Regions from separate parts of the Mus musculus genome. Here all the other regions are linked to region 1. A link is a contact called in public ChIA-PET, HiCAR-type and promoter capture Hi-C data. All regions are on one chromosome and are shown on one strand. The core of a region is the stretch at or near the end of the contact, and the rest is flanking DNA. Distances in the headings are between cores, read along the strand shown. Region 1 holds the start of Ubxn2b (UBX domain protein 2B). Region 2 overlaps Fam110b (family with sequence similarity 110, member B). Region 3 overlaps Fam110b (family with sequence similarity 110, member B). Region 4 holds the start of Nsmaf (neutral sphingomyelinase (N-SMase) activation associated factor).

Region 1 (5,539 bases), core at 1,339-3,838:
TATATAGTACTGGTACAACGACAGACAGGTAGATCAATGGAATAGAATTGAAGACCCAGAAATGAACCCACACACCTATGGTCACTTGATCTTTGACAAGGGAGCTAAAATCATCCAGTGATAAAAAAGACAACATTTTCAACAAGTGGTGCTGGCACAACTGGTAGTTATCATGTAGAAGAATGCGAATTGATCCATTCTTATCTCCTTGTACTAAGGTCAAGTCTAAGTGGATCAAGGAACTCCACATAAAACCAGAGACACTGAAACTTATAGAGGAGAAAGTAGGGAAAAGCCTCCACAATATGGGCACAGGGGAAAAATTCCTGAACAGAAGAGCAATGGCTTGTGCTTTAAGATCAAGAATTGACAAATGGGACCTCATAAAATTGCAAAGCTTCTGTAAGGCAAAAGACACTGTCAGTAAGACAAAAAGGCTACCAACAGATTGGGAAAGGATCTTTACCAACCCTAAATCAGATAAGGGTCTAATATCCAATATATATAAAGAACTCAAGAAAATGGACTCCAGAAAATCAAATAACCCTATTGAAAAATGGGATTCTGCCCCACCAGGGGAATCCATTCCATAATCAGCCACCAAACGCAGATACTATTGCATATGCCAGCAAGATTTTGATGAAAGGACCCTGATATAGCTGTCTCTGGTGACTATACCAGTGCCTAGCAAATACAGAAGTGGATGCTCATAGTCATCTATTGGATGGAACACAGGGGCCCCAATGCAGGAGCTAGAGAAAGTACCCAAGGAGCTGAAGGGGTCTGCAACCCTATAGGTGGAACAACAATATGAACTAACCAGTACCCCCAGAGCTTGTGTCTCTAGCTGCATCTTCTTCTAGTAGCAGAAGATGGCCTAGGAAGGCCCCTTGGTCTTGCAAACTTTATATGCCCCAGTACAGGGGGATGGCAGGGCCAAAAAGTGGGAGTGGGTGGGTAGGGGAGCAGGGTGGGGGGAGGGTATAAGGGACTTTCGGGATAGCATTTGAAATATAAATGAAGAAAATATCTAATAAAAAAATTGAAAAGAATTGTCACAGTCTCAGTCTTGCTGTGGTCTCTCCAGTTGGACTGATTTTCATTACTCAAGGCCACATCTGGTGACCTTGGCCCAGTAAATAAGCCTGGCTGCTTACACATCAGAATCTAACTTAGCCCAAAACTCTAGTCTAAGGCTCTTTCTGACCACCTCATAATCGCTTCTAAAAAAAAAAATCATTTCTAAACAACCAGGTAGTATTTTGCTGACATGTGTAAGATGTTTCCATTATCTGTCTTAGAACTTATCTGTGACTTTTTACTTGTGGTCTTTCCTGGCCCAACAACTGTGAAAAGTTCTTCTCCTTCAAGGCCCAACATTAAAAGGTCATTTCTTGTCAAAAACATGATGGGAATTTTTAAGGCAGAATGTGTATCAAGACAGCAATGCAAGGTTTGGTAACTTGTACTGCTAGTTTCTAGTTTAATTATCATTTGCCTCGCTCAAGTACATCATTACATACTCAGCAATATGAGTGGAGCACTGTTGAGTTAACTGAACTGGGGAGAGGGACCATTATCCTTTGCCTTCTGAGTCTCAAGCTGAAAATAAAACTGAACTAAATAAATTTTCAGGAGAAAAGGACACACATTTTATTTTTTTTAAAACAATCATGTGATTAGCGTCTTCGTGGGAAACCTGAAAGCCTGTGTGGCTGTATCTACATACCAGGGGCAACCAAGAAAAGTAGCTAAGATGTGGATTTAATTCTAAAAGGTCTGTTGCAGACCTCTCAGTTTCATCTTCTCTACCTCATAAGTTTTTGTTTTTGTTTATTTTTTTTAAGTGCTCGAAACTCAAAGAACAGCCAAGGCAGCAGGCTGTAGGCTCCCACCTAGCATGGTACACACAACAGGCACCAAGAGAGTATTCTCCATTCACATACAGTCCGCGAGTAATAAATACTCTTTGCAAAGTAAAGTGTACTCTGTTACCTGCTTATATCTTTCTTTCCCTTCCTAGCTTATAAATTTCATAAAGGCTTCTTTTTTTTTTCTTGGGAGGCAATTCTTGGAGGTGTAAGTGTCTGGGACTTAAGATGAGAGTTAAGTCAATCCCAGCAGAAAAGAAGATGGCTTAAGAGTCTCCATTCTCATTGCCAAAAGCTTTACCGTGTTTCCTATCCTCAATACGGATCCACTCAGAAGGACTAATTTACCATCCAATCCTGGATAAGGGAAAATGACAGATAAGGGGAAATGAAAGGTGGAGTTGTTCATCTGCTAAGATATTGCATTGTTGAGTTAAATGAACTTGGAAGACAACGCTGCGCTCTAAAGGCAACCTACAGCATCTCCCAGCGAGTCGAATGGTGACTATAGAGAGATCTCAAAAACTGAAAAACTGGCGAGCCCTGCGGACCGGAACCCTACAGCGAGTGCGCACCGGCTGGTGGGGGGAAAAGGAGCCCGGAGGAACACCACGAACCCGGCACGGCTCCGCCCCCTCTCCAAGGCAGTGGGAGTCACGGAGTGGCTCCGCCCCTTCCACAGTCGCTAAGCAACCAACCCCGGAAGTCGCGGTCCGGGGCAGGCGCCGCAAGCGGGTGAAAGATGGCGGAGGGTGGCCGTGCGGAGCCGGAGGAGCAGGAGCGTGGGTCCTCCAGGCCACGGCCCCCAAGTGCGCGGGACTTACAGGTGCGCAGGCATGGAGCGCGGCGGCGGCGGGCGAGAGGGCGTGGGCATGGCGGGCGCGGGCCAGAGCCACTTTGTACCTCACCTGAGCCTGTCTCCGGAGAACTGGAGGGTCTCTCCTGGAGGCGCATTGCGGAGGGGTGCGTGTGGAATCCTGTGCCCTAGCCTCAGGCGGCGGTACAGGGGTTCCCTTCACGCTGGATGCACAAAGCAAATGTCATTTTGCCGAGCCATCTGGGTGCCTCCCAGCTGATGCTGCCTGCATTTGGGGAGTTGCTGTGGCCAGTGATAAATCAGCCATCACTAAAAAAGTAACTTTAAAAATGACGCGTGCTGGTTTGTTCTCCTGGATGCTTTTTCACGTTTGATGATTTATACATTAAAAGCACTTTCTTCTCCAAAAGCCTGCGGTTTTGCAGGGGAGAGCTTAAAACAGTTCAGGCTTTGGTCACAGCTCGCTTGAAAGAGTTCACAAAACAGCTTAACAGAAATAAAACTCAGCAATGTTAGGATGCTGGCATTAGCTAAACACTTGTCCGATGCTAATACTGCTTGTCCATTTTAGCCTTTTTTTTCTATCTCCTCATGAAATCATTGATAAAACTCAAACGATTAAACATATATTAGGGGTTATAGTTCAGAATAAATGAGCCTGGATTCGCAAACCTTGACAGAGCATTTTTATAGCAGGTCTTCATTCTGTAACCAGACGTACTGACCGTTTGCCATTCTAACTTTGTGCTGAAGCTCTGGGAAATGTGGATACAAATAGGACATCAAATCCAGAAGTAGTAGTGGATACTGTTGTGTGCTATCAAATTTTGTGAAAGGTCTCAGATTTGAAACAGGCTTGTAAAGCAGCTTTACAGACCAAGCCAATGCAGAATTCTAATGGTATTAATTGAGCACTGGTTGGTTCCGGTGACCCCGGAGCCAGTTAGCTCGTTATCTTAGAGTAATTGTCACTGTGATGAAACACCATGACCAAAGCAGCTTGGGGAGGAAAGACTCATGCTTCCACTCACAGTTCCTTATCAGACAGGACGTCAGAGCAGGAACATGGAGGCAGGAGCCGATGCAGAGGCTATGAAGGGTGCTACGTACTGGTTTGCTCCCCAAGGTTTCTTCAGCCTGCTTTCTTATAGGACCCTGGGCTCACAGCCCCGGTTTGGCACCACCCATAGTGTGTGTGGCCCTCCACCATCCATCACTAATTAAGAAAATGCTCCAAAGACTTGCCTACAGCCTTATGAAGGCATTTTTTTTTCATCGAGCCCCCCTTTCCCTGATATCTCTGGCTTTGTCAAGTTGACATAAAACTAAACAGCACACTAGTGAGGCAGTGTATTTTCTGTGTCTGGCTTGCTAGTTTTCATAAAGTCACATCTTATTGTCACTTGGAGTTTTCCCAACATGCTCTGGGTCTAGAAGCTGCCTCATTCAGGAATTCTATTTTGTTTTATGAATAATCTAGGTTTAATTGTCCTGAACAGTCTCTATTTTAACCACATATAACCTTTTGGACACCTTCATAACTGTTTGGAGAACTAAGCATAGTTTGAAGCATCACTGAATGCCAAAAAAAAAACAAAAAACAAAAAACAAAAAAACAAAATAAAACAAAGCAAAAAACAAAACAAAACAAAACAAAACAAAACAAAGGCAGTTCAGAAGATGAACTTGGAGAATGCAGAGATCAGCATCAGGTAGGAGATAAAAACCAGTGAATTAATGACCAGCTGAACAGAAATCTATCTCAGCTGCCATTCAGAATAGTCTGTCAGCCTCTACATCAGGAAGGAGGGTTTTAGGAAGAGGGCTATATAGTTATCTCCTGAAGTGTCTCTCTGTTGTGACTTCTGGACTGTTTCTAAGGCTGTTGTGTAGTGTCCTCCAGGCAATTCGTCATAGGGTTTAAAGTTGTTTAAGGTATTTAATTGCATATTTCCCAATGTTCCTCCAGAATAATATCAACAGGATTGCTGCTCTTAATTCCGTGTTTCCATCCAGATTAGCATTTGGGGAGGAGTAAACTTGTCTGAGGCTATCTAGATCACTGGTTCTCAGTGAAATAATGTCCCTGGAAAGGCTTGATAAAGCAGACACTAGCGCTCATACCCATATCTAATAGGTACAGAGTGGGACTTGAGCATTATGTATTTCCCAGATTCCCAGGTGTGGCTAGTCTGTACAGTTAACTTTACTGTGTTTTCTACAATGTAGCATAAGGCTGAGCCTTCTAGTTCTCTCTTGCTGTGTTTCTGCCCTTCACAGTGACTTAGATTCAGGTTACCTTCCAGACTGGAAAGAATATCAGTCCTTGACTTGGGAAGAATTGGAGCAAGAATGTCTCTTACTTAGGAAGCGCTGGTTTTGTCATTATACTTTTATCTGGTACTTGAATTAATCTTCTTTATTTAATTTCAAATAATATAATCTCAGGAGTGCTCAGTCTCTGTGTCTAATAATCTACACTTTAAAGAGTATCTCTAGCTGCATATGTAGCAGAAGATGGCCTACTTGGCCATCATTGGGAAGAGAGGCCCCTTGGTCTAGCAAACTTTATATGCCCCAGTACAGAGGAATGCCAGGGCCAAGAAGTGGGAGTGAGTGGGTAGGGGAGCAGGGCGGGGGTGGGGGGCGTATAGGGGACTTTTGGGATAACATTTGAAATGTAAATGAAGAAAATAATAAAAAATAAAAATAAAGATTTAATAATCATGAGTGGGCCCATGTCATAATCTGTGACTGGTGCCAACTCCTTCTGAAGAACTTGTTCAAGTCTCGGGAAATAATGCTTGGACCACGTTCTTAGTGTTCCTTTTCTACTTTCCATAAAGTCAAA
Region 2 (5,539 bases), core at 1,222-3,721, 460 kb before region 1:
ATACATATATATATATATATATGTATATATATATATATATATATACTATCCTCAATTATATCATAATTATACGTAATAATTATTTAGTTATAGGATTGGGATCTAACATAGGGCCCAAGTCATGGTGGACAAGTGTCTGCCACTGAGCTGTATCCTCAGCCCTTCCTTCCTTCCTTCCTTCTTGGTCTGCTGGAATACTCCCTGCCTCTCTAAGGGAATCACCTTAAAAATAGATAGCTGTTGTCTTTTCATTATTTACTGTGGATTCACTTTCCCCTATCAGACTGCACGGGGCACCTCCTGTGAGCTGCACCCAAGTGTTGTGTGTTAATGGAAAAGCTAGAAAGTAGTGATGTCTGTGCCCTGGGGCTGAGGCTGGCTCTTCAAGAATCACCATGCCTTAAGGAATTTCTTAAAACCTTAAGTATAAATGTGTATACTGTGCATGGTCTGCTGATGGCCCATGATGCCAGGTAACATCTACTACAAGGCTATGTTCATAGCAGAACTAAAAGAAGTTGGTGTTTTTGCAAAGCAACATGAAGACATACACTTTTATCTTCAGACTTACACTTAGTTATTTTGTTCTCTCTACATTAAGGAGAGTCTATCCTTGAGATGAGAAAATAAAAAGGGATTGTTTTCTGACACTTGAAAATTTTATTCATTCTCCTCCTAATTTTGTAGCTCATTGGAAGAAAAGTAATAGCTTTGACCAATCAAAAATAAGTGTATTAGTGTGAACATAAAATATGATACTTTAAGAACTAAAGCATTTTCAGGGGGCTGGGGTACAGTTCATTTGGTAGAACTTTTGGCTATTATGCAAGAAGTCCTGGGTTCAGTTCCCAGTATATCCAAACCAAAAATAACCATTTTCAGAATTTATTATTTTCTGTCTCTTTCTTCTGGAAGCTTACAATTACAGACGCAAGAACCAGTTTAAATGTAGCAATCCATTTCATATAGAGTATGATATGGCACTAAATCGCAGGACTGCGCAGGGTTTGAAAAAATAATTGTCATAGAAGTGTAGCTGCTGGGCACAGGAATTCTGGGGTGGCACTGTTGGTGACTGGACACTTGGGTACCTGTGATTCTCTGATCCCCAAAGAACGGGAAGATGGCATTAGCAGTTGATGACTATTTCAGGGTTGACTCTTTTGAAATTGCCTGGATCTGAAAAAAATTTAAATAGATTTATTCTTCTTTCATTATTTTATTCTGCAATAAGAGATGTTTACCATAAGCTAGGCTCTGTTTACTTTTTTTTTTTTTTTTTTTGGTTGGTTAGTTTGGTTTAATTTGGGGTCGGGGGGGGGGTGAGTGAAAGACTTGACCCTTCCTTTAAGAAGTGCTTCCCTGGAAAGACAGACATTAAATAACTAGTAGTGGGAGCAGAAGCAGACCTCTGCCTTGGTTAGGTGATCCCAGTGAGGAACCAGTTTGTTGCAAGGAGGTGGAAGATGGGCTTGAAGATGCAGCCTGGACCACAGCTTACTAGTTTTCTCCTTGATACAACACATCTGCTACTCAGGCTGGAAGTATCGTCATGTTCTATTTTCGACACCTAAGAACTATAAACTATCATTTACTCTCTTCCTCTGTTGATTTTTCTCAGAATGCATGTAAGGCTGCTGCCTGGAAATATTTTTATTGTTAATCTGTATCACAGTGGACTTAATAATGTACCCACTTATTTGAAATTCACCTAGAAAGAATCACAAAACACTTTGATGACTGTTATATTTTAAGTAATTCAATGATTAATTATGATTAATTTTGGATTTGTTTGCATTGCCATAAAACTCTCTTTCTGGTCTTGGGTGCCAGTTGATTATTAAATGATTTGTCCTTTATTTTCGAGATACTCAGTAAAGATCTGCTTGTAAAACCTGGCCTTTGACTATAGCTCTCTGCTGCACCTTGCCATGACCACGGCATCTGCCTTTCCAGCACGTTTAGAAAGTAGTTCTGCAAGCTTCATATGCTTTAAATTTAGATGTCTTTTAAGTCTTGATGAATTGGGAAGGGAGTATAACTTCAAGGGCTAAGAATTTTTGCCATATCTTACTGTATGTAAAGGTCACTAAATGAAAAGTTGGTATTGTGTTCATTCTTTAGCCAAGGAACCTGCTAGCCCCTCTTACAGTGCTTTCCCTAACCAGCTTGGGTACTTTCCTTTTCAAACCTTGAAGTGAGTAGCCTCTATTTGTAACTGTCACAGCACCCCACTGGCTGAGTCTGCAAGACTGCTCCTCTTTAATGCTAGCCTGGGTAGCCAGCAGCACTCAGGCATGATGGCCTGGGGAAGCCACGCTTTTCTTAGGCCTGGCACATCTGATTGCTTCTTTCCAGCCTGCCTTCTAAGTAAACATTCTCCAAGCTTCTGCCTTGTGTGGCGTCCTATGTGTGCCACATACTTGCCCTGGTCACCCCTGAGCTGAGTCACACACCCCCCCTCTTTGGCCTTTGGGTTCCTTGCACAGCCAGGCCAGTTGGCCTTAGGAGCTTGGCTTTTCTCTCTGCCTGGACTGTGCTTCCCTAGGGTTCTCAGCCATAACCCCATTATGCTTTTCTCAGTGCCCACATGTCAGCGGGACAGTGATGGTATCTGTTTTTTATTTTGTTTTTCTTCCCCAATTACTCTTCTCTGGATTGTAAATTCCAACAAATCACAGATTTTTGTCTTAAACCCTTAGAGCCTTGAACAGTAGTTGGCTCACAGAAAATGCTCAGTCAGTACTTGCTGAATGAATGAATAAATGAAGGAAGGAAGGAAGAGCTACTTGTAGCAGGAACATCAGGTGGCTACCAGGATCTTTGCTCCAGCTTGCCGATTGATGCTTACTAGGTCTTCCCTTGGGTGGGCCTGGGTCTCCTGCTCTGTGGGTGCTTACAGCAGCCAGTGCTGACACTGTGCTTATGTGACTTCGCTCATCGCACTTCACATTGGTCTTTCTGTAGACTTGTTCTTGGGGTGAAATTCTTTTCTAAAAACAAAGTAAAGCAGGGGTTGAAATGTAGAAGTACCTTATAAATAAAATACACAAAAATGAATGCATTAGTGTTACTTGTGTGTCTGCTACCTAGTATTTAAATATATTAGCTAATTTTAATGGAATTACCATTTTCTGTTGCTGAATACATTTAATGGTCTCCCTATTTTTGCTAAATAAGAAAACACTAGCAACCTTCTCTTCCTGTTTGTTTCAGACACCTCCTGCTTCAGAGAGTGCTTTAAGCAAGGAAGGTTTTCCTTGGCTTCTGTCTGCATTCCATAAAATACTCATTGCCTTTTAGGTAAGTATATGGCTTTGCTTTCATCCATTCTAAGCAGAAGATATTGATTGCGTCTAAAACCTGTGTCATTGTTATTAAGACAAAGAGCCTGTGATCTTAAATATTTTGCTCTCAGACACTAAATAAATAAGTAAGCCCAGCCATGACCAAGATGCTCTCACCAAGGTTTCTCATTTCTTGTCTGTATATGTGCTAATAATTGCCATTTGCTATGGACAGGAATGTTTACCGTTAACCTCCCAGGTATTCAGAAGGCTCTGCTTATGTGCCCGAGTTTGAAGACAACTTAAGAAATTAGCCTCTTTGCCCCTGAATGAGAAGTAAACACTCTGAGATTGGGGAGGAGATGAGGATGTGGGTCCTGGGAGCTGATGTGGTGAGCTGATGGCCATCATGAGAATTGGAGTGATGAGAACAGGGGCTGAATTCCACTCTAGGGACTGAGACAGAGAGGACCACATAGATGTTTCAGATCAGCCAGACCTGCAGACCTGGCCTCAAGGTGCTTGAATACATAGCCATCCATTCCTAGGTCTTCTTCCTGGTCTCTTCCACAAACAGAGACAACACAGAAATCTTTCTGTTTCTCCTCTCCTCGTCAAACCCATTTAGGGAAGAGCAGACTGAGGAAGGGGATAAACAGTGGCTGGATAGGAAGCAGATGGATCCCTTTCTAGAAGGACAGAGAGCTCAATGTTATCAACCAAAAATGTTGGGACGGGATAGAAAAACCCTATCTCTCTCTAGTTGAGTCACACGTTCTGTGAGACAAGGAGTGGGAAAGGTCTTCCATAGTATCAGGGCCACAACCTCTGACCACATAGCAGGTGAACCTGGCCTTCACTTTGATGGACAGCTTTCTTCCAGCCCCTTCCCAGCATGCACATGTGATATGGCATCACTTACATAGTCCACCATGCATTTTATGACTACTTCTATTGCATTCTTTAAGATAAGCTTGGCTGATGTTATCACTTCTTCAGGAACCTCCCAGTCTAACTCTGCTGCCAAAGAATTGGCCTAAGCAAGGTAGAATTCTGCAATCTACAGCATGGGACTGATTTTAGGGAAAGACCCTGGCATCCCTCAACACTGCACCCTGAAGTTTATTCACCATTATTTTAGCTGTAGGTTCTCACGTGGAAGCTAGGGCTTCGGTTGGCTGAGCGAAACTCACTGTCTTCTTTCTCTAACCCTGGTAGAGCTAGAGTTCTAGAACTGTGCCTCAGCACAGGTGGATTTAGCAGGGAATGCTTCCAACTGGTCCTGTATTCTCCACTCTGCACTGTTCTAGAACAGCAGTGCTTATTAGCCCATGAGTTGTCAAACAATCCTTTCACAGGACAGGGATCACCTAAGACCGTTAGAAGAGCTAGATATTTACACTATGATTCATAACAGTAGCAAAATTACAGTTATGAAGTAGCAATGAATATAATTTTATTTGGGGGGGGGCAGTCACCACGGCATTGGAGATCCAGTGTTCTAAGGTGTGTAGCCATCCTAGTAAATCCATTACTGAGGGGGTCTCCTGAGACACGGTGATAAGCCTGAAAGGTTTGGCACAAACCATGACGTTTCAACACCTGCCATGATCCTTGCACTCCTGTTCACATATGTGCCTACATGATGTATATGATCAACAGGTACCTGCTAGGAACAATTGTGCTTGCATCCCTAGAGACGAAAAAATACCCAGGGAGATCTGTGGAACAGGAAGAGACCTCAGCTCTCCCGTTCTCGGACCAAGCAGATGGATTGCTCTATTCACTTTTGTCTGTCTACCATCTTATCCCAAATGCCAAATGGGAATAACAGGAGTCAATAGAGATATTGGTAAGATGTCTAGACATAGGAAGGTGAGGAAAGTATTTGGTACAGTATTAACACAAGACAGGAGGTTCTCTTCTTGGTATCCAGGGATGGCAGTCGGGTATCTTCCTGGGCCTAAGTAATTATGTGGCACTTTATCAGAGCTACTGATCCAGATCCTATGTTTGGATGGTTAGAAAGATTGAACAGTGTGGTTTATCTACATATTAGCTGGTTATCCATACCAATTCTTAGCCTTGCCCTGGTTAATTCTGATAGGGTCAGGTTAGTGAGTAAAAATACTTAGATTTGTTTTTGTAATCTTTTGCAGTTTTCTCCTAAATGACATAGAAACATTCTTTAAAGTGCTGCAAGAAATGTAAGAAGTATGTGTTTTTGTTTTACTCTTGCCCATGTGCTTTTA
Region 3 (5,539 bases), core at 1,972-4,471, 400 kb before region 1:
ACCACACCCATCTTATATTTGCATTCCTTAAAAGTTATTGCCATGGTATAAAAGTACATTTGTACTAGGAAAGGAAAGAAAAGGGCAAACGTGAAAACATGGCTAATCTTATTCCTTGAGACGAGTAAATACTTTTCACCAGGAATAACACTGTCTCTTTTAAATCCCCCCACCCAGGAAGCTTGATTCCTTAGTACACTTTCAATGTGATTGTCTGTGATGACCTCATTACTTCCAACTGTGAAATATACAGAGGAAGGAGTTGGTTGGAAGCCTGGGGGAGGAAAGCAAATGTGTAAACAAGCATAATGGTTCCCAAGCTGCCATAATAGTGTCTGGCAAGACTGCTGTACAGGGGAAGACGGTTAAAGTGCATGCAGTGTGTGTGTTTCTCAGAAGTCAGCCTGGAATCCACAGCCTGTCCTATCTGCCTTGAGGTTCCTTGTAGTGTGCATCATAAACACCTTTGAACATTGTCATCTTCTCATCCTAAATCTAACTGTAACAAAGTCTCTGTGTACTCTTATAAATCCTATGAAAAACCCAGATAAAAATCCAAATAAGCTCCCCCAAATCTCCCCAATTTCTCTCCCCTTCCTTCCCCTCCCCTCCCCTGCCCTCCTCTTCCATCCCCTCGCCTCTCTCTAGGTTTCCATAGGGAGATGGTTTGGGAAATCCCTCACAACCCAGAATCTATGGATGCTCAAGTACTTTATCTAAGATGGAAGAATTACTTGCCTAAAATTTACACTCATCCTCCTGCCAGCCATATCTAGCCTTTTGATGTGTGGTACTACATTATTGCCTGCAAAGCTCACTCACTACACAAGAACTGCACAGTCAAGTTACACAAGTATCTCGAACAATTCAATATGTTTTAAGCAAATTTATGATTTTGTGTTGAGCTCTATCAACAGTGACCCTGAGGTACATGCAGCCTGCCACCACAGGTTATACATACTGAAGTAATCCCTAGATTATCCATAATGCCACTGTTACCTTTGGAATCTCACATGCCCCACACAGGACTGGGTTTTTTGACATATGTTCCTCAGCTAGTAGTGCTGTTTGGGTAAATTGTAGGACATTTAAGAGGTTGGGCCTGACTAACTGAAGTGGATCACTATGGATAGGCCTTTGAGGGTCATACCCATGCCCTGGTGCTAGCATCTTTTCTGCTTCCTGGTCTGTTGCCATGTGAACAGCCTCTATAATATGCTTCTCCCATCACTGATTGGGTAGGCTGCTCTACCATGCCTCCCCCAATATAATGAACTAAAACCTTCAAAAACTGAGAGCCAAGATAAAACTTTTCCCCTTTCTAAATTGTTTCTGTCAAGTATTTTGTCACAGTAATAGAAAAGTAATACAGACAGATAGAGGAAAATGTTGTGTAAATAGTTACACTGTATTCTTTGGGAGATGGTAACAGGAAAACAGACTGGAACAATTTTGTACTCAGCCTTGATAGAACCAACTGGGTGGGACAAGAGACTATTAAGGGAAAAAGACCTGTGACAGGGACAGGAGACAGGCACATTAAAATCTGCTTCAGTGGAAGGCTGAGCATGGAAAACATTCCAGTTTTAGTTTAGAGAACTTGTTGAAAGTTGAAGTGGATATTAGTCATCTGCGTTTTCAACTTCATTTTCCAGCTGTTTCTTCTGTAGTTGTGTTTAGTAAGTTAATAGACAAAGAAAAGGAAAGGAAATGGACATGGCTGCTCCTAGGTATGGCAGAGGAGAAAAGCTTATTACACATATGTGGGAGAGCATAGCACAGGCAGAGACATCGAGAGTTCAGAGTGGACATGACCTTGAGCCATGTGGGAAGAGGGAGAGGTGAAGAAAGAGGGGAGAGAGGGGTAGAAGGTGCAGCAGCCAGGAGACCAAAGGTACGAAAGGGGTGAATAGCCAAAAACATCTGGATTATATAGAGAAGAGACTGTGGGGGAAGAGCAGCCCAGTCCCTTCTGCTGGAGGATGCAGTATGGGACCAAGAGATGCACCTCAGCCTGTCCTGGGTTTGAAACCTAACAACAAGTCTTTAACCTGGCCCCAAATTGGCAGGGAATTTTTGTTTTAAAGGTAAAACTGTGACCATGTTATTATAGCTTCACTTCTCTTCCTGGCCTCTCATTGCTGTCTATAAAATCCAATGTCCTTCTGTCTCTCCTACTAGCAGTCTTGTCCCTTTGTCCCCTGTCATGCTCATTGGCCATCAGTGTCTTTCAAGTTAGTTGACTGTTGTTGCTAGGCTGACGACATTCCCACCACATTACTTAACTACTCTTCAGCAGATGGGCCTGAATTTCCCTGCATTGTCTGTGGCTTTTCTGCCTGACAGCTTACTCATAACTGCCCAGTCATTAGATAAAAATCACTAGGCTGCACACAGTGCATACTTTAGTGAGTGCTCACACTTTGAGTGCATTCCTTGCATTGGAAAAGGATTCAGAAGGGCGCATGAAAATGATATGACTGTGTTTTCAGAAAAGAAAATTCTAGGATGTAGATATTGGGATTGCTCCTAATCATGTTGCAATTTTATGCTTAAAGTCATAAGTTGAAAGAAAGAAAGAAAGAAAGAAAGAAAGAAAGAAAGAAAGAAAGAAAGAAAGAAAGAAAGAAAGAAAGAAAGAGACAAACCTTGCCAGAGCCAACCTGTAAAGTAAAAGCAGGGGCACTAGACCAGAGGCCACATGGCAGAGTTCAGTAACACACACACTGGATCATGTGTGCGCAGAGGTGGAGAGACCCAAAGAATTAGATCTGCAATCCTGGTTCAGAGGCCCGGCAGCTGCACTTGCCTGCTGTGTACTCCCTTGAATGAGCAGGGCATTTCCAGCTCACCAGACCAACATGTTTGCTTCTATGCATAAGCAAATCAAGACTGAGCTGTTCCGCAGACTTTGAGTGGAATTAGCCAGGCATGCTCTTTGAAGCATTGCTCCCGGACTTACACCGCCGCAGTGCCCAGGAGAGTGACCCACTTTCACACTTGGAAACCTCTGTGGGTGTGTTCAGTTCCCACAGACTGTGCTCTGACTCTAGTGGCTTTCTTTCCTACTTACAGTTTGGAGGGTGCTCCTCTTTTATTTACCAAAAGCATGGAGTAAAGGAGAAGAAACGACTCAATCGAGCAGGCTTGGCTTACAGAGTTTCATGAGACAGACTGTTATGCAGAATTCTGGATTTGCTCCTAAGCAACAGAGAGACGTGTTCCTGGGCAGCCCTGAACTGGGGCTTCTTGTTCAAGTCGGGCACTCTCCCCTCAGCAGCCCAGCTGCCCAGGAGCAGAGCTAGGCATGCCTTGCCTAGCTACAGGAGTACTGACTAGAGGACATTTTCAGATGAACTATGTGCATAGAGGATATTTTCTGGCCCTAACCCCTCAAGGTTCTAAATGTTCCCTAATATATCATATCATTTTGACAGGGCTTTACCTAAATAACCCCATGAGTGGCTGATAAAGAAGAAATTAGAAGGATGCAAAACACTTGTTTTAAAAATCTGAGGTGGCTTTAGCCATTCCTGTGATGTTGTAATGTGAGTTCTGTAGTTTACACATGAAGCCAGACTTGGGCCTCCTCTCCTCCCTCCTCGCTACTCTAATACAATAGCATCTCTTAGGATCTAACAAGAAATGGAGAATGTGGGCCTTCATGGAAATCTCCTGAATCCCACTTGGCATTCTCATGTATTATTCTTGAGACTAGTACAGCGCCAGTGACCAGGAAGCCTCCATCCAGCCCAGAACTCCATCAAACATCATGGCACTTACACCCACAATAGCTTTGGAGCTTACATCTGCCCTGATATACCCAGCTATTTTGCTGTATAACTCAACCATCGTTCTTTATCCTGGTCTTTTTATCCTTCAGGTATAGAATGGAGCCAGCATGATCTGAGGGGAAGTCTCTCCCTTTGTCAGGTTGTCCGTCAGGTTCTGCCTCCTCAGCCATGCGCCCTGAGTCTGAGAGTAAGCCCTGCTTGGGGTATGGCCAGTGATAAAGGCTGTGCTACTGCATGAGCAAGCCTGGGATTCTGTCCCCACCACCAAAGGGAAAGAAAAACAAAGCAAGACTTTATAGTTGCTTTTATTTATGGAACATTATGAGAGCGAGATCAATTTTTCCTTTCCCTAAAAAAAGCTCAGCTCCCCAGTCCGAGCCCAGCAGTTGGCCTCACTGCTGTGATTAATCCCAGCCACACTAGAGAGCCTGTGCCAGATGTCAGGGTCTTGTGCTCTACAGCATTCCCTGGAGGACTGCATGGTTACTTTGTCTGTGACATTGAGATAACAGCTCCGGGGCACCTCCTGGATCATCTATACCGTACAGTTCAGATTATCTCTCCTGGCTTGTACAGCTGTGCCCTGACAACAGCTCCCCATGTGAAATAGTGGAGCAGATGCCGTGGATTAAGTGAGAGCAACCTACACCACCACATTACGTCCAGCTACTGGACATAGCAGGCATCAAGTATGACTGTTAATATCCTTGACTACCAAACATGTCAGTAGCTTTTCCCTTTCCTTGGAGTCTTCCCACAATGCCTTTTGATTATTTGGGTATTCTCTCATTACTATTTAAAAATTATTACAGAAATGAGAATGGCCCAGAAGGAAGGGAAGACCTTGAAATGGAAAGAAAAAATAGGAGGTGGTTACAAAGTGTCACTGTTTTTAACATTCTTCCATGTTGGCTTTACAATTCCATGATGGCCAATTTCTAGCAGTTTCTAAGAAGCCTAAGGAGCCTTCCCAAGGATGCCAGTCTCAGGAGTGAAGAAAGTAATAGGAAAAGAAGAACAGACATTTTTCTAGAAAAGGCTCCTAGAAGATGCATTGGTATTTCCCAGTCTTGTGAATTCAGAGTACTGATGGGTTTTAGAGTTTCAGAGGTGACCAAAGCCTGCCTTCACAGGTGGTTGGGCATGCAGGCTAGCTGGGCCGTGGTGATAATGTGCTGTGCCTTTGATCATAATAGAGTGAAAGTGGAAGAGAGGAGAGCAGAGAGGAGCATAGGCCAGCGAGGATGTCAGGATGTCGTACCAGTGATGCTGTCTGATCACCACCACACCCCTTACTCAGGAGAAAGTTCCCCTAAGAACAGTCCAAGCAGAAAGCATGGGAAGTTAAGTCAGTCACCAATATTCTACAGCCCATTTTGAAATTTAAAATGACCACCTGCCTTGGGTCCTTGAGCCACAATGTTTCTGAGCAGGAATGGATTATAGGACTTTTATCTAATTCATGCCCATGAAAGGTCGCTCAGCTGCTGCCTTCTGATCCATCTGTGGGTACCTTGGAGGGCTACTCTCTTTAGGCATAGATCTAAGGCCCACTCTTCACTCTTTTCTAACCTTCCAGCATTTTCCCTGACATAGAGGCATTTTGACAGTTGTATAGTTAACCATGGGTAAAGTACTATATAAAAGACTCTTTCTTGTTTCTCACACACCCAAAACAAAAACAAACAAAAAAATCCAGGAAAATAGTTGATTTTAGGTTTACATTAGATTAGAGCCTTTGGATT
Region 4 (5,539 bases), core at 1,256-3,755, 260 kb after region 1:
CTCTCTGAAGGCTCGGGGCATCTCAGCCATCTAAACCTCTACATCACCTAAGATGAGAAGAGTTGGGACAACAAAACTTAAACAGAAATATTCCTAAGTGGAGATATCTTCAGTGGTAGTTTGTAGAGCATCCTCATTTGCTTACCCACAGAGCATTTCTGCCATGCCCAAGTATTTCAGAGAATATATTGGAATTGTCTCTTGACTTTTCATTTGCCTTCATTGGCATCTAATCGTGGCCTTTTGAAATAACCAGTAAAGTCAATATGTCTCCTGACATAATTGTAGGGATACAAGAATATTTTATTGAACTATTTCCTTTCTAGTCCTAAAACTTAAGCTTCCCGCCCCCATAAACGTCATCAAACAGCACCAGTGCACGGTTATTTGAAATCTAAGTCAGAGTGCAAGGTTGTATTGTTTAGCAAATAACAGTACAGGATGTCCAGATGGAAGTGGAATTTTAGATAAACAATATATTTAGTCTGTACTGTGGTTTTAGTATAAATATGTCCCCAAATCTACATGTGACATTTGCTAAAAAATTATCTAGAATTAATATTTAACCGAGTCTCATATCGTACCTAACAATTCCAGCCGGTTTCTTTCTCCGGCCCTCTTAAATGCCATATACAATACCAGCGCTGTTCATCTCTATCTCACTAAACATCTGGAATATACCGACTTTTCTCCAGTCTTCTGTCATCACTGCGGCAGAATCTCCCAGGCAGGAGCTTCTACTTATGTGGAAAATGTACCGTATTCTAACTGCAGCTGAATCAGCAGTCAGAGACACAAGCTAACTTCAGTTTCTCTTTCTCTGGGTTCAGTGTTTGGTAGCTGTAGAAATCTAAACCCTCTGTGAGTACACCCAGCAGAGAGGCCCCTGGTTATCTCTGAAGCTAGCCTCAAGCTCTGGGAAAGAACTGTTCTCTGAGATAGCGAAACCCTGAGATAGCTGAAACCCGACACCTTTATAAACACGTTGCCCATTTGAAGCCAATGTTGCCAAAAGATAAGCCAAGAAACGCGTGGGCAGAAATGGTAGATCTGGGTCTCTGTAAGGTTGGTTTTCCAAAGTTAACTTTTAAAAGTTCCCCTTTTTAAAAATGGATTCTATGATTTATAAAGAATCTGCTTGGTTTACGTTCAAAATAAAAATTTGGGGTGATCAGGAAGTAGAAATCAGCTGCTGGTGCTGAGTGTAGGGAAGAGTTGATGCTGGCAGCTGATAAATGTTTGGGCTGGGAGCACTCCTACCTTGGAGTACTGTGAACATATGTACATAATATGTAAACAAACCAGCATTTGCTGGAAATAACCGGGGCAGCGAGTTCCTCTAACATTACAGAGCAGCGTAAGACGATTAAAATAAGTCAGAATCTACGACAAAACACCCCCTGTCCGATTTCGCTGTTTATCACAGGATTGTTACAAATGACTAAGTCCTAGAAACATGACAGGCCACGCGTTTAAAACATTTCAAATGTTAATCTGAATGCTCTTCAATGTAACACAGAGCACCAACAAGTCTTAACAAGTCGTCGGGTGCCAGACAAAGAAATTCCATTTAAATTCCGGAGGTGGAAAGGTAATTTCAGCGCGGACCACCCTGCCAGCCCACTACATCTTAGAGAGAGATGCGGGGCTTGGGGAAGAGGGCGGGTTGAGCAATAGCTACAGGTGAAGCCTCCGCAGAGCACCCAGAATAAAAGCTGCACCTGCATTTCCTGGCATAGCCTGCTTCGCTGGATCCACTCAGCAACAACGTGACCGTCGGATCCCGGCTCCCACAGACAAACCCGCATCTCAAAACAAACAAACAAAAATGTAGCCCGCGTTCCCGCTGGAACCACAGCTGGGTCACAAAACCAACCGCCCTGGGAGGGACCCACGGGGCGGAAGTGCGCTTTCCTGTGCGGGGACGGGATCTGAGGGAGGCCGGAGCTCTACCCACGTCCTCCCTGGGCCGCGGCTGACCGCGGCCGCCCCGCCGCACGCGCTTCCCCAACAGCCTCCCATGCAGGGCGCGGAGGGTCGGTGGGGAGACGCCGGCGTGGGACGGCGGGCGGGCGGGCGCGGGGACCGCCCTGCCTTCGCGTCCCCAGGCGCCCCCGCCAGCCGGGCCCACCCGCGCGCGGCTCTGCGGCCCCGGAGGCGGCCGCGGCCTGCAGGAGAGTCCCCGGCTGCCGCCCGGCCCGGCCTCCCGCCCCGCGCACCTCTCCTTGGAGTAGAGCTGCAGCTGCTGCTCGCGCTGCCTCTTCCGGGTGAACGCCATGGAGGCCCAGGGCTCGCAGGCCGCCGACTGTCCCGAGCAGTCCCGAGCGGCCGCACCGGGCGGGCAGGCGGGCGGGCGGCCGGGAGCCCCACGCTGCGCCCCAGGGCCCGCGGCGTCCGGACGGCGCTCACCGCAGCATCCTCGCGTGGGGACTCGGGCGACGCCGTGACTCAGGCCCGGAGGAGGGGCGCGCAGTGACCTGAGGCCGCGGGAGCCGCGTCCTACACTGCCCCGACTAACCTCTGCAGCGCTGCTGCGGCGAGGATACCTCCCACGTGAGCCTGAGACCTGCCCGGGAGCCCCCCAGTTCGTTGGCGGCGGGGATTTGAAATAACAAGGTTTTTGGATGTTTAGTCCCAAATTTCAGTCTTTGAAATAAATAATCGATGGGATTTTATTTTATTTTTTTCGCCCGTGTATGGTGTAGCGGTTCTTAGTAATATTCATATTTAGGTTGCAACTATTATCACAGTGATGGGATATTTTTACTATCTCAAAAAGAAACCTTTACCTTTTAGCAATCACTACTCCTAGGTGCATCTCCACAAACCTTTGCCCTAGAAAACAGTACTTAACTTTCTGTCTCTGTGAATTTGCCTAGCCTGGACATCTAGAATAAAAACATCCATACAATATGTGGTCTTTGTGTCTGATTTCTTTCATTTAGCACAATGCTTCCAAGGTTCGTCTGAGGTATAGCACAAGTCAACATTCTATTCCTTTTTATCACGGAAGTGTATTCCATTGTATCACACACTGCATTCCTGTTAATATATTCAACAGTTGCCAGGCACAGCAGTGTTCCCACCTTTTGGCTATAAGCATTCACGTACCCGTTTATGTGTGTAAATGCTTTCATTTCTGTTGAGTGAAGTCGAAATCAAAGGGTGGAGTTTCTAGACTGTTTTAATAAGTCCATCTGTGAACTCTGAAAGTCTGCTACTGTGCTTTCAAAGTATCCATTTAACTCCCACTAGCAGTAAAGAAAGGTTCTTACCTTCAACAATACTTACCTTTTATATTCTGTCCTGCCAACTATGACTCGTATTTCATTGGGGTTATGATTTCTCAATACCCTGAGAATACGCTGGATATTGCTTACCTTTAAGGGACTCTCAAATAACAAGCCTCTAAGTTGTGTGTGTTGAAACACTCCTAGTGTTGGCTTAAGAATCAAGTTCTGCAGGGTTGAAAAAAAAGCACAACAATGGCAACAATTAGCTGTCCTTCATCACTGGCAGCATGTGGGGGAAGATCGGAAGTCATAACTGAAGAGACCTGAGTACCCTATGTCAGTGAATCTCTTCCTTTTATCCGAGTGCTGCACAGACTCTGTAACTACCCTAATGGTCCTTGGGAACGAGCTTGTGTGCATGTGTGCACAATGACATAAGATTATGAGAATGGCTAAGATACCATCTGAAAATTTTCTGTGTGGCAAATAGTATAGTAGATGCTATGGACTCAAAGGAGAGAAATTAATTTGGCTGGAATAAAGTAATTAAAAAATAGACCAGAATCTAAGTTTTCTTTTCATTAAACATTGAGGAAAGATGTGGTCCTGGTAGTGGTGGAGAGTGACAGAGTCTCTCCTTGGCCAAATTCTATCCAGGTCCTGAGTTCTCTCAAGCTTTGATCTTAGCTTACAAAAACGGGGGACTTCCATCTCGTTCCCTCTCCATATTAAGAGCCTTAAAGCTCTGGCATCATTTCTAAGGGTTCCTCCGGATGGCCCTAAGCCCCTTTCAGTACCTGTTCAAAGCTGCCAAGAGATCTTGTTGCTGTCCTCAACTACTGTCTACATAGGCTGGAACTCGTGTGGGGCTGGGGAGATAGCTGCCAGCAAAGTATCTGCCACATGTGGGCGGGGATCTGAATATGCATCCGGGCATCCATGTGAGAAAAAAACAATTAAAATAATGAAGCATATCAGGTCCAGCCTGTAACCCCAACACACTGGGGAGTCTGAGGCAGTAACTAACTGGCTAGCATGGCTAGTGAGTGCTGGGTTCTGTGAGAAGCCCTGGCTTTGATGCCTGGTCTCCCAAGGGCACACAGCCCAGGAGCATACAGCTATGAATTCATTTCCACACCTATAACACACACACCACCAACAAAGCACTCCCAAGCTGCTTACATTTGCCAATCACTCCTCTGTTCCTTTGGTATGTTTATGCATCTCCTGCAGCTCAGAAGTATCTCTTTCAAGGTCCTGAAAGCCATTCTTTTGAAATGGGTGTGGGAAGACAGAATCTAACTTTTGTAATTGCTGCTAGCAGACAAGCTGCCTGACCAGCCTTTTGTAGTTTTCTGTTTTCCTAATTCTCCTGAGCCACTGAGCCCTTCCTGAGTTGTCCCTTCAGAGTATTTACTCCTCCACACATCAGAGCTCAGTTCAGCTCCCACACCTATTGTAACAGCGCACTTCTGATTATAAGTGGTCCTTCCTACTTTAGGTGTTTCTTGGACAAAAAGAAGGGAGAAATATTTTTCAAAGGGTCTTTCTTTAACATTAGCTCTGAAGAGAGAGATTTCTGCTATAATAGTTTGTTAGGGACAAGAATTTAAGAGAACTGAGAGCTGGCAGTCTCTCACTTTCCTGACACCTCTCTACCTCACTGGCCTCTCTTCTCTTGTGTTCTGTGTTCTGTGTGTGTGTGTGTGTGTGTGTGTGTGTGTGTGTATAAAAGATGTTCTGGTTTCTATCAAAGTTTCTTCCCAGCAATCAAGAATCTGAAATTATGCTTTCTTCTGTCATTCTCTTAGCCAATCTATCTTCTGTCAGTATTGGATTTTTCCCATCTGAATAGTAACTTTTTTTTTTTCATTTTACTAAAATATATTATTTTTTCCATACAGTGTATTCTGATTAAAGTTTTCCCTCCCTCCACTCCTCCAGGTTCCCCCATCCATTCCCTTTCTGTCTCTCACTAGAAAAGAACAAGCTACTAAGAGATAACAGCCAAACAGGACAAATAAAATATAATAACATGAAGCAAAAATCATCATTTCAAAGTTGGACATAACCACCTAACAGGAGGAAATAAGTCCCAAGAACAGGCACAAAAGTCAGAGATGCTTCTGTTCTCAGAATCAAGAGGCCTAGAAAAATACCAAGCTTATAGCTACAATATATACGCAGAGGACATGATTGCAAACCCAGGTAGGCCCTGTGTTTGGAGCTGATATGGGCCTTGCTTAGTTGATTCAGAGGGTGTAGAGAGAATCTCTCATAGGCAACACCTGTCGATAAGAAAGCCT

The links. Promoter capture Hi-C pulls out the DNA fragments that hold promoters and counts their contacts. ChIA-PET counts read pairs in DNA pulled down with a chosen protein or histone mark. HiCAR-type assays count read pairs that join an accessible place to other places.
Region 2: a contact with region 1 is called in a HiCAR-type map of astrocytes, with 2.9 times the contacts expected there. The contact joins the enhancer-like site here to the promoter of Ubxn2b in region 1. A contact is called at or near these places in 11 of 39 promoter capture datasets (the 3T3-L1 cell line, 3T3-L1-derived adipocytes, cranial neural crest and 6 more), 2 of 484 Hi-C or Micro-C datasets (cerebral cortex and cortical neurons) and 5 of 115 datasets of contacts at active chromatin or transcription factors (astrocytes, bone marrow-derived macrophages, cardiomyocytes and 2 more).
Region 3: a contact with region 1 is called in a promoter capture Hi-C map of hippocampal neurons, with 4 times the contacts expected there. The contact joins the enhancer-like site here to the promoter of Ubxn2b in region 1. A contact is called at or near these places in 11 of 39 promoter capture datasets (the 3T3-L1 cell line, 3T3-L1-derived adipocytes, cranial neural crest and 6 more), 2 of 484 Hi-C or Micro-C datasets (LSK cells and embryonic stem cells) and 3 of 115 datasets of contacts at active chromatin or transcription factors (astrocytes, embryonic stem cells and forebrain).
Region 4: an RNA polymerase II ChIA-PET map of memory CD8 T cells shows a contact between it and region 1, with 20 read pairs. The contact joins the promoter of Nsmaf here to the promoter of Ubxn2b in region 1. A contact is called at or near these places in 7 of 39 promoter capture datasets (the C10 cell line, erythroid cells, fetal liver and 3 more), 1 of 484 Hi-C or Micro-C datasets (embryonic stem cells), 6 of 115 datasets of contacts at active chromatin or transcription factors (bone marrow-derived macrophages, effector CD8 T cells, fetal liver and 3 more) and 3 of 9 other capture datasets (adipose tissue, liver and macrophages).

What each region holds. Positions count from the first base shown.
Region 1 is chr4:6,188,517-6,194,055 of GRCm38.p6, forward strand. It overlaps Ubxn2b (UBX domain protein 2B), which reads left to right and starts at 2,589. Exons shown (of 8, transcript NM_026534.2): 1 at 2,589-2,697. The coding sequence starts at 2,614.
Region 2 is chr4:5,726,355-5,731,893 of GRCm38.p6, forward strand. It overlaps Fam110b (family with sequence similarity 110, member B), which reads left to right. Exons shown (of 3, transcript NM_173426.3): 2 at 3,217-3,303. Among named protein-coding and RNA genes, the nearest start is that of Gm24337, 41 kb to the left of the region's middle. Within about 2 kb of position 2,472, at least 22 of the 459 cell types and tissues checked have an H3K27ac peak or open chromatin away from gene starts, as enhancers often do. A contact at or near this core is called in astrocytes, where this site is marked.
Region 3 is chr4:5,790,925-5,796,463 of GRCm38.p6, forward strand. The region is part of intron 2 of Fam110b (family with sequence similarity 110, member B); the gene reads left to right. Among named protein-coding and RNA genes, the nearest start is that of Gm24337, 110 kb to the left of the region's middle. Within about 2 kb of position 3,222, at least 91 of the 459 cell types and tissues checked have an H3K27ac peak or open chromatin away from gene starts, as enhancers often do. A contact at or near this core is called in astrocytes, forebrain and hippocampal neurons, where this site is marked.
Region 4 is chr4:6,451,766-6,457,304 of GRCm38.p6, forward strand. It overlaps Nsmaf (neutral sphingomyelinase (N-SMase) activation associated factor), which reads right to left and starts at 2,506. Exons shown (of 31, transcript NM_010945.2): 1 at 2,220-2,506. The coding sequence starts at 2,278.